Regions from separate parts of the Danio rerio genome. Here region 2 is linked to region 1. A link is a contact called in public Hi-C data. All regions are on one chromosome and are shown on one strand. The core of a region is the stretch at or near the end of the contact, and the rest is flanking DNA. Distances in the headings are between cores, read along the strand shown.

The links. A called contact is a pair of places that touch in the nucleus more often than the background predicts.
Region 2: a contact with region 1 is called in a Hi-C map of embryo, with 5 times the contacts expected there. The contact joins the promoter of kcnh2a here to the enhancer-like site in region 1. A contact is called at or near these places in 2 of 18 Hi-C or Micro-C datasets (both in embryo).

Annotation. Positions count from the first base shown.
Region 1 is chr2:26,635,389-26,640,072 of GRCz12tu, forward strand. It overlaps niban1b (niban apoptosis regulator 1b), which reads right to left. Exons shown (of 14, transcript XM_684820.9): 7 at 2,754-2,858; 8 at 877-1,039. Among named protein-coding and RNA genes, the nearest start is that of niban1b, 41 kb to the right of the region's middle. Within about 2 kb of position 2,758, at least 16 of the 62 cell types and tissues checked have an H3K27ac peak or open chromatin away from gene starts, as enhancers often do.
Region 2 is chr2:27,408,517-27,413,200 of GRCz12tu, forward strand. kcnh2a (potassium voltage-gated channel, subfamily H (eag-related), member 2a) reads left to right here and starts at 2,240. Exons shown (of 15, transcript NM_001042722.2): 1 at 2,240-2,775; 2 at 3,222-3,452. The coding sequence starts at 2,700. The region is part of intron 2 of LOC141378148 (a long non-coding RNA gene); the gene reads right to left.

The DNA.
Region 1 (4,684 bases), core at 1,508-4,007:
AATGTTCTACATTACCAACAGGCCCATGTCATATACAGATACATTTCATAATAAATAACTATAAACTAAAAGCATCAACGTATTCTATTATGTTTTCACAAGCTTTGGAAGCTTTCCGCTTTTAAATAATGGGTCACCTATAGCTTTCATCATGAGCCATGACTGTGTTCAAAATGATATCAATGTTTTCAAAGTGGACTGCGAAGGGGGCGCACTTGTAAACATGAAAATTGATAAAATGGAACTGTAAAAATAGTTTGAAAGCAAATTACATCCAAGAAAGATAACTTTAAAGCTTTTTTTATTATTCCAAGTTAAATGTTAGAATGTTCTAAATGAATTGGGCATAGGGGGATAACGGGGAATAGAACACAGCCAGGAACTATGTTTCTAACAGCTCTAGAGGTGTAATTGCAAGTGTACAAGTTTGCGATGCAGTTTGCGAATGTTCATTGGAACGATGGATTTGGGAAACACCAAATCAAGGAACTATGTTTGTAATGAAGGAACTTGCCATTTTTTCGGAAACGCACCCTGTAAGCATTCAGTCACCAGAACATAAAAAGAGAGCGCTATTTACTTTATTTCTTCATTCCTGAAAACAGGTTTTGATGCTTAATATTTTCACAAATTTCCAGAAATCTCTAACAAATAAAAAGTTTAATAAGAACAGCATTTATCAGAATAAGAACTCTAAATATAAACATCATAACTGTCTTTAAAGTCACTTCTGATCAATTTAATGCACCCTTGCACAAGAAAAGTATTGATTTACAACCCAATCCTTTAAACCACAGACCTAATAAAGACAGAAGGAACTAAAACATTATACACAGAACTTAATTCCTGTATAGATCTACTTTAATATATCCATACCTTGCAGTTTTGTTTCCACAAACGTTTGTGAGTTGATGATTTGGTCCATGTCTGAACGGATGAGCGCCTCCTGCTGTTTGCTGGCATTTATGCACTCTGTTTTCAAGCTCTCTAATCCTTCTCTGAGTTGTTCATGCACGAGCTCATAGGTCGCCTCCACCGTCTAACAGAAAACACAATCACATCCTAAAAATGGGCACAATAAACCCACTCCATCACGGACACAGAGCCGTCTTTGTCTGTATGCCAAGTCAGCTGAGACAGACAGCCGAAGAGAGTTATATCTAATTGTGTAAAATGTGTATTATTTTGGATGATGTGGAGGCCAGAAAAACAATAGTTTTTTTTTTTTTTACCATTTTTTCCAATATTTGTCTCATTAATTTTAGGCCATTAGGCAAATGCCTTAATTAAGTTTGACTGTTTTAAAGAGCGTTTACTCATGTTGAACCTTGTTTTAAACAATTTTTAATGCGCGGAAAAACTGACAGAAAACCAAAGCCAATAGATTTCTTTACCCATATCCAGGGCCAGACGGAATCTGCGGACGTTTTTTGCCATTTCTGCGGAGAACTTTGGTATTATTTTTGGAGTATCCAGTGGAGTATCATAACTAAAACCTTAATATATTAAATAAAAAGTAATAAATTACTGAATAAAAACTGAATAAAATCAGATTTACACATTTACTCAAGTAAATAAACAGAACTAATAACGGGCTAAAAATCTGCAGAAATCTGCGGAAAATCTGTGGAAAATCTGCAGAATTATGCGCGCGCAGATTCCGTGTGGGCCTACCCATATCCCACTCTGCAAATACAAACACACTTTAAAACACACAACCGCACATCCTTATTTATTCTCATTCTTTCTTGCTTTGTCAATATATCGTCGTGTATACTGTTGAATAATCAATTTAAATGATGTAAAAATAGAAAAAAAAAAGCTGCAGTAATTCGTGCCCTCTCATGGTAGTTACACACAGGGCGTACAGCTGAATGGCTGCCGGCGCCAGTTTTTCTACATGCTTCCAAATTATTGGTTGCACTTTAAGTTTGGGAAACTTATATTTAATAAGTCTCAAAAAAATTGTAATAAAAAGTGTGGGAGAAAAAATAGTTTATATGCATGCTAATAATACCTTTGTGAGAGGTGTGTTTGGCTTCGAGCTTTATTTTTATCTTTAAGAAAAGTAACATTTCATTTGTCATTTTAACATTGACTGTGACACCAATCATACAGAGCGTAATTTAATATATGTTAAATGTATTCTTTTGCTGTCTCCCACTGGGTCCTAGTGCCTGCCCAATGAGAAATTTCCAAGAAGAAAATAAGAAAACACTAATATGGGGAATAGAAATCTCAAATCTGACTCTGAGATCCTGTAAGTGAACTCTTCTTCAAAACACATGAACAGAGAAGATTTTCTAGAATAACTATCTTCTTAAATAATCGGCACTATTAAATAAAATGAAATCGAATTTTGGTCACATCGCCCACCCCTGTTTTTACATCAAGTCACATTCAGTATTTACTGCTACAGAAAGATTCATCTTCAGTTTTTGGTGCTATTCATGGTCTGCCCAAACTCATTTGTTAATTCTAATAAATTTCCTCACCACTTTCAATGGATGAACTGGGAGAATAATGACCCTCATTAAACCCACATTTTTAAATGAAGCACTTCACTGTTTGTTTACAGTTTAAAGGAAGTTACTCCCATAATTCATGCAAAGTGTCCTGCAAAGGAAAGCATGCTGTGGGAAAAGGTGGACTGCTCAAAAAAGCAGCAGCCGAGTGTCGTCTGACTGCGACACTGAACACATGCTTTGTAAATGCTCTAAGAATAGAGGCAAGGAGAGGCTGATCTCACTTACCGCAAACCAAACCCTCTTCCTCTCCGGCTTCTTCCCCTTCAGCTTGGGCAAGAGCTCCGTCTGCAGGGACGGCAGAAGATCCTCCAGCACCAGATTGGCCAGCACCTGCAGAAAAACAGTGAGAGAGTCACTGCTGTGGCCAGTAATGGCAGAATTAGAGCCGTGATGATACACGAACTAAGACTCCACAGTGACACATGGAGGAAAAACACACGTCTATAAAAATTACATTTGCTTTTCTTACTTAGAGTTTTTGTCTTGTTTCTTGTTCAAATATCTAATCCTTAAACCAAGAAGCATTCTCTAGATCGGGGTGCCCAAAGTTTGTCTTATGAAGGGCCAGACACTAAACATAATTGAGGGCTGTGGGCCGAAGATAAATAAAGCAAACTGTATTACAAAGTTGCCATGGGTAATTTGCTAGTTTTTTAAATAATATTTAAAAATAAAGAAATCATTACTGTAATCATATTAAGTTAATTATTGCATTGTAAATTTGCACATTTTATAATTAACTTATTACAATGAAAACAAACAATTCCTTTTATAACACAAAGAATGGAATTCAATGCACATTTAAATGAATCTGATCTATTTGCAGCATTTAATTGAAAGATTTAATTCAAGCTTGCTTTTTTGTAGCTCAACAATAAAACAAACAAGCAAAGTTAGAAAACACAATCTCTAATAAACGCTATCTCCTCACCCCTGACCCCCCTTATTTTTACTTTCTTCTCAAATGGGATGATGGGCCAAATCAAAGGTAATCATGGGCCAATTTTGCCCACAGGCCCTAGTTCGGGCATCTTTGTTCTAGATAAATAAAAAGTTGTCCAAAAACCAATTAGGTTTTTAAGTTGTTTTGATTTTTTCTAAATTAAAAATTATTCTTAAAAGAAACAAAATAATCTTGTATTCAGTTAAATTTGTTAAGCCCATAAACAGATTATTTTGCTAATTTAAAGTTGCAAAAATAGCTATTTTTCTGAAAACAGTATAATATTTTTATTTGTCTAGAAAATACCTCTGTCTTGCTTACAATGTTTTAGAAATGTAAAAACAAGGCAAAGCAATATAAAAGCGGTGGAATAATGTGAAGGAGGTGATTCAGTCTGCAATTCAGAGATGTGGTGGTTGAGTCATTGTGAATATAGAGTAATAAAAGGGTTACAGTCACTAAATATGCTTGAAGCATAATTACATAAAAACTGTATGTTGATAGTTTTGTTCTCAAGCTCTTTGTATAATAACTGTTTCATTGTTCATAAGATAAGTAGATAAATACATTCAAAGTTGACATAATGGTAAATAGATAACAGAAAAAACTGAGAAAGTTTTAGTTGAATTTTTTAATGTTTAAGTTTTTAATGAATTTTTAGTAATTCATTCATTCATTCATTTTTCTTCAGCTTAGTTCCTTTATTTTTGAAGGGTTGCCACAGCGGAATGAACTGCCAGCTTGTCCAGCATATGTTATATGTTCTACAATCATACACTACGGCCAATTTAGTTTCCTTAATTCACCTGTCCCACATGTCTTCTCCAAAGAAATGCCAATTAGCCCAGACGGGATCAGCGACCTTTTTGCTATGAGGCAACAATGCTGATTACTGAGCCACCGTGTCGCCTATATCATTCATTCATTTATTCATTTTCTTTTCGGCTTAGTCCCTTTATTAATCCAGGGTTGCCACAGTGGAATAAACCAGCAACTTATCCAGCTGCAACCCAGCTCTGGGAAACATCCATACACACTCATTCACACTCATACACTACAGACAATTTAGCCTACCCAATTCACCTACACAGCATGTCTTTGGACTGTGGGGGAAACCGGAGCACACAAAGGAAACCCACGCAGAAACGCTAGCTGACAGCACTACCTACTGCGCCACTGTGTTGCCCACCTATATTATATTATATTATATTAT
Region 2 (4,684 bases), core at 990-3,489, 770 kb after region 1:
GGAAACCGGAGCACCTGGAGGAAACCCACACAAACACAGAAAGAACATACAAATTGCACACAAAAATGCCAACTGACCCAGCCTGAACTTGACCCAGCAGCGACCTTCTTGCAGTGAGGCGAACGTGCTACTTGTTATATAATATTACTTAATGTTATTTAATTTAATAAGAGTAATACATGAATGCAAGTCTATGATATGTATGATTAACCAATATGTGGCTGCAGTACACAATCATATGTGATCTTGTAACATTGTGCTGCCTCAGACCTTTGCAGGTTCACTACATAAAATGCAGCTGTTGTCAAGCTACTGCTACTTTCTGGAAAAAAGTAGCTGCTGGAAAAGTTACACTGTATCTTAAGTAGCTGAGCTACTGTCAAAATGTAGCTAAACTTGTAGCTACCGAAGACAGCTCCCTTTATTATATGAGGTTAAAAAGCTAATATTTTACAAATGTGACCTGATTTAGCTTTTTTATAGCATTCATTAAAGGAGAAACAACAGTTGTAATCATTTTTATGATTTTACTTGTCTTGCTCTTTGGACACACTTTGGGAGCCAATTCTTGATCCAGTGAAGGAGGTTTAAATTTCCCTCTAAATTAATGTCTTTTTACATTAACTCTGAAGTGAAGGGAAATAATAAACTATTATCTTATGTTAAGAAACTAAACATTAGTTCATTGTGTGTTAATGACCTTATCAAATACTACACTAAAAATGATTTCTGCTGCTTGTTCAAACTATCTGTTTAAAATGAGCTGAAACAACACAATTCTTGTCCTTTCTTTGGCCAATTTATTTGTTTAATGTTCAATCCACTTAAACTTGTAAACCATTAAGTTAACTTAAGTGTTTTGTGTTGGGACAACATGAAGGAATTGTAATGGTCCAATACCTGGTTAGTGGACTTGTAGTTCCCAGTGTGCTTTGCATGGGACTAAATTAAGAGAGGCAAATGTTGACAATAAAAGTAATCTTAGGTGTTTAAAGTTAATAGAAAGACTTTTTAGAGTTTAATCATCCCTTTATTTTTAAAGATTTAAAAGATTTTCATGTAATCCTTTTGAGTTTTGAGATAATCACCTTGCAGAAGCACATATGCTTTGGGTGTTGGCACCTTAATTAGCAAAACTGCAGTTTGTTGCTTTGCTCAGTAAGCAAAAACTGTCCTAAAATGAGTTCTGAGATGAGTCTCAATCAACTGTACATGTAACTCGTGAAATAAGCTTAAAATTGCACTTTTAGTTAATTTAGGATAACTTTAAATAAATCAAAGAGACTTTGAAATATAAGACACATAATAGACACACATGATATTATCAGACCTTTAAGTTTAAGTTAAATAAAAATACAAATGTATTTAAACTTATATTTGATCAAATTATGTTGAACCAACTCAAATGCATTCAATTGTGTAAACTGTTTTTTTTTTTTTTTAGTTGGTGCTACAGAAATTGATAGGATGGAAATCCTACCCTCAGTTACAGTAAATTGAGTTCATCTGATGAGTTATTTTTAAGTGTACTTTCTTATTTTAAACATGCTTTAGTACATGCAATAATAACATTAAAATTAACACAATTATATAATATATAAAATATCATGGTCAGCGGTGGTGCAGTCGGTAGTGTTGTCACCTCACAGCAAGAGGCTGGGTCAGTTGGTGTTTCTGTGTGGAGTTTGCATGTTCTCCCTGCGTTCGCGCGGGTTTCCTCTGGTACAGGTGAATTGGGCAGGCTAAATTGTCTGTAGTGTATAAGTGTGAATGAATTTGTATGGATGTTTCCCAGAGATGGGTTGCAGCTGGCAGGGCATCTGCTGCATAAAAAAAACATGCTGAATAAGTTAGCAGTTCTTTCTGCTGTGGCGACCCCGAATTAATAAAGGGACTAAGCTAAAAAAGAAAATGAATGAATGAATAAAAAAACAATTCTGTATTTAAATTAATAATTTTAAGTTAACAAATAAAACATCTTTATATTTTATATGTATTTATAACTTTGAATGTTGTGTGCAAATGCATGGAAATCATCTGGAGGTCACTTCATTCATGTTATCCAAACACAGTACTAGACACAATTTCTTAGCTTTTGTGATATACCAGTTGTGAGAATTACAGCTTGAGCTCAACCTAGTCTAACTTACAATCGCGGTGTGACACTTTAAATCGGATTTGCGCCCTCCGAACACTAACACATGGAGAGGTAACATCAGGATGAGTGAATCATGCGCTCCTCCACACCCTTGACTCTCCCCCTCCCCAACCATCCTCTCACTGCCTCTCCATATTCACTATCAATCTATGCAATTTTAGTCAATTTTATTTTTAAACGCTCCCAAACACAGAGAGGGGCTGTTTCGCAGCGCGTCGGAGAAAGTGATTGAGTGAACTGGGACAGAAAGTTGATTTGCATCCATTTGCAAACAAAAAGGGAAGCAGGTGACGTGAGGTAATTGGAGAGACGGCTGATTTACTGAGCTCGAGGATGCGCGCACTGACAGATTTAACACGTAATCACTGGAGACTTTGAAGAGACGCGCTCTCGTGCTGCTTTTACATCGATGTGGTGTGAAGGTAAAGCTTGTGTACATGTGTAACACTTCGCGGTAGAGTCGATATATCGCTCTTATTCAAGTAAATACAAGCTGTCGAGGAACTTGCAGAACTTTCTTGCCCTGCTGTGGTAGGACAACATGCCTGTACGACGGGGACACGTTGCGCCTCAGAACACCTTTCTGGACACCATCATTCGCAAATTCGAGGGTCAAAGTAAGTGAATGACTTTTATTTTAGTGAACGTGCATTGATTATGTTTTTAAAACAGTTTCTAATGCTGACTATTGTTATTATTAAATATTTTGTTATTAATATTATTTTATTATCAATTGCCATTGAAAATTACTAATTGTCACTAATAATAATGTCGTTAATAACTTAATTTGAGTTAAACGTGTCAGAACAGCTAAGTAATCATTTACTTTTGCTATCTGAATATGTAAAAATAGTTAATTAAACATAATTTTACTTTTATTATTATTTTTAAAGTAGCCTATGTAAAACTAATTGATTTCAGATTTTCAGTAAGCTGCTGTTTCAGTAGATCTTTTAATGTAGCTAAAGCAGACACATTTATTCTGAACTGCAGCTCAATTTTGATTCTGCATAGATGTGGTTAATAAAATTTTTGCATTTCTATTTTTCTTGTACCTCAACAGATCGCAAATTCATCATCGCCAATGCTCGAGTTGAAAACTGTGCCATCATCTTCTGTAATGATGGCTTTTGTGGGATGTGTGGCTACACGCGTTCAGAGGTCATGCAGAAACCGTGTACATGCAGTTTTCTGTATGGCCCACACACTGGACGACCAGCGGTGGCCCAGATGGCCAAAGCCTTACTGGGCTCTGAAGAAAGGAAGGTGGAGATCTCCTTATACAGGAAAGATGGTAAGTTTTTTTGGAGAGTTTATTTAATTTGTGTGTTTCTTGGGTGCCAAAAATGGCAAACCATATTGCTAAAACACATAAACAGTCAGAAACAAGAACTGTGACTAAACATCCCACTTTTACCAGGACAGCTTAGGGGCCCTGACTTAAAAAAGATCATGTTTTGTCCTGTATTCACCAGTCTTAAAATGCCTTTATTGCTGAGGGAATGTAGAAGTCTTTTACCACAAATACAATTTGTCAAATCAAAGGTAGCCAGTCACATGATCATAGTAAATATATGTGACTACGGACCACAAAAACAATCATAAGGGTCAATGTTTAGAAAATGAGATGTATAGATCATCTGAAAATTGAATAAATTAGATTTCTGTTGGTGTACACTACCTGACAAAAGTTTTGTCGCCTATCCAAGTTTAAGAACAAATACTAATGTAACTTCTAGTTGATCATTTGGTATAAGAAGTGGCTTATATAAAAGGCAAAGGCCTCTAGATTACAGTTATTTGACAAAAAAATTTATCTATTTAATTAGGAGAGTAAGGTTTGACTTGGCTTAGACAAAAGTACAGTATTAAATATAAAGTCATTTGAATATAAAGCCATGAAGCAGTGGAAAAAAAATAATATTGTGTTTGACTCCCATGAGCTTGGATGACTGCATCCATACATCTCTGCAATGACTCTAATAACTTATTAATAAAGTCATTTGGAATGGCAAAGAAAGCGTTCTTGCAAGACTCCCAGAGTTCATCAAGATTCTTTGAAATCATCTTCAATGCCTCCTCCTTCATCTTACCCCAGACATGCTTAATAATGTTCATGCCTGGTGACTGGGCTGGCCAATACTGGAGCACCTAGACCTTGTTTGCTTTAAGGAACTTTGATGTGGAGGCTGAAGTATGAGAAGGAGCGCTATCCTGTTGAAGAATTTGCCCTCTCCTGCGGTTTTTAATGCAATGTAATGTAATGTAAATGTAAACCTCAGGCTGTTGATGTTGTCATCCACTTTGTAGATCTCTCACACGCCCCCATACTGAATGTAACCCCAAACTATGATTTTTTCCTCACCAAACTTGACGGATTTCTGTTATAATCTTGGGTCCATGCTGGTTCCAATAGGTCTTCTGCAGTATTTGTGATGCTTGAAATGCAGTTCAACAGATGATTCATCAGAAAAATCTACCTTCTGCCACTTTTCCAAATGATCAACTAGAAGTCAAATTATTATT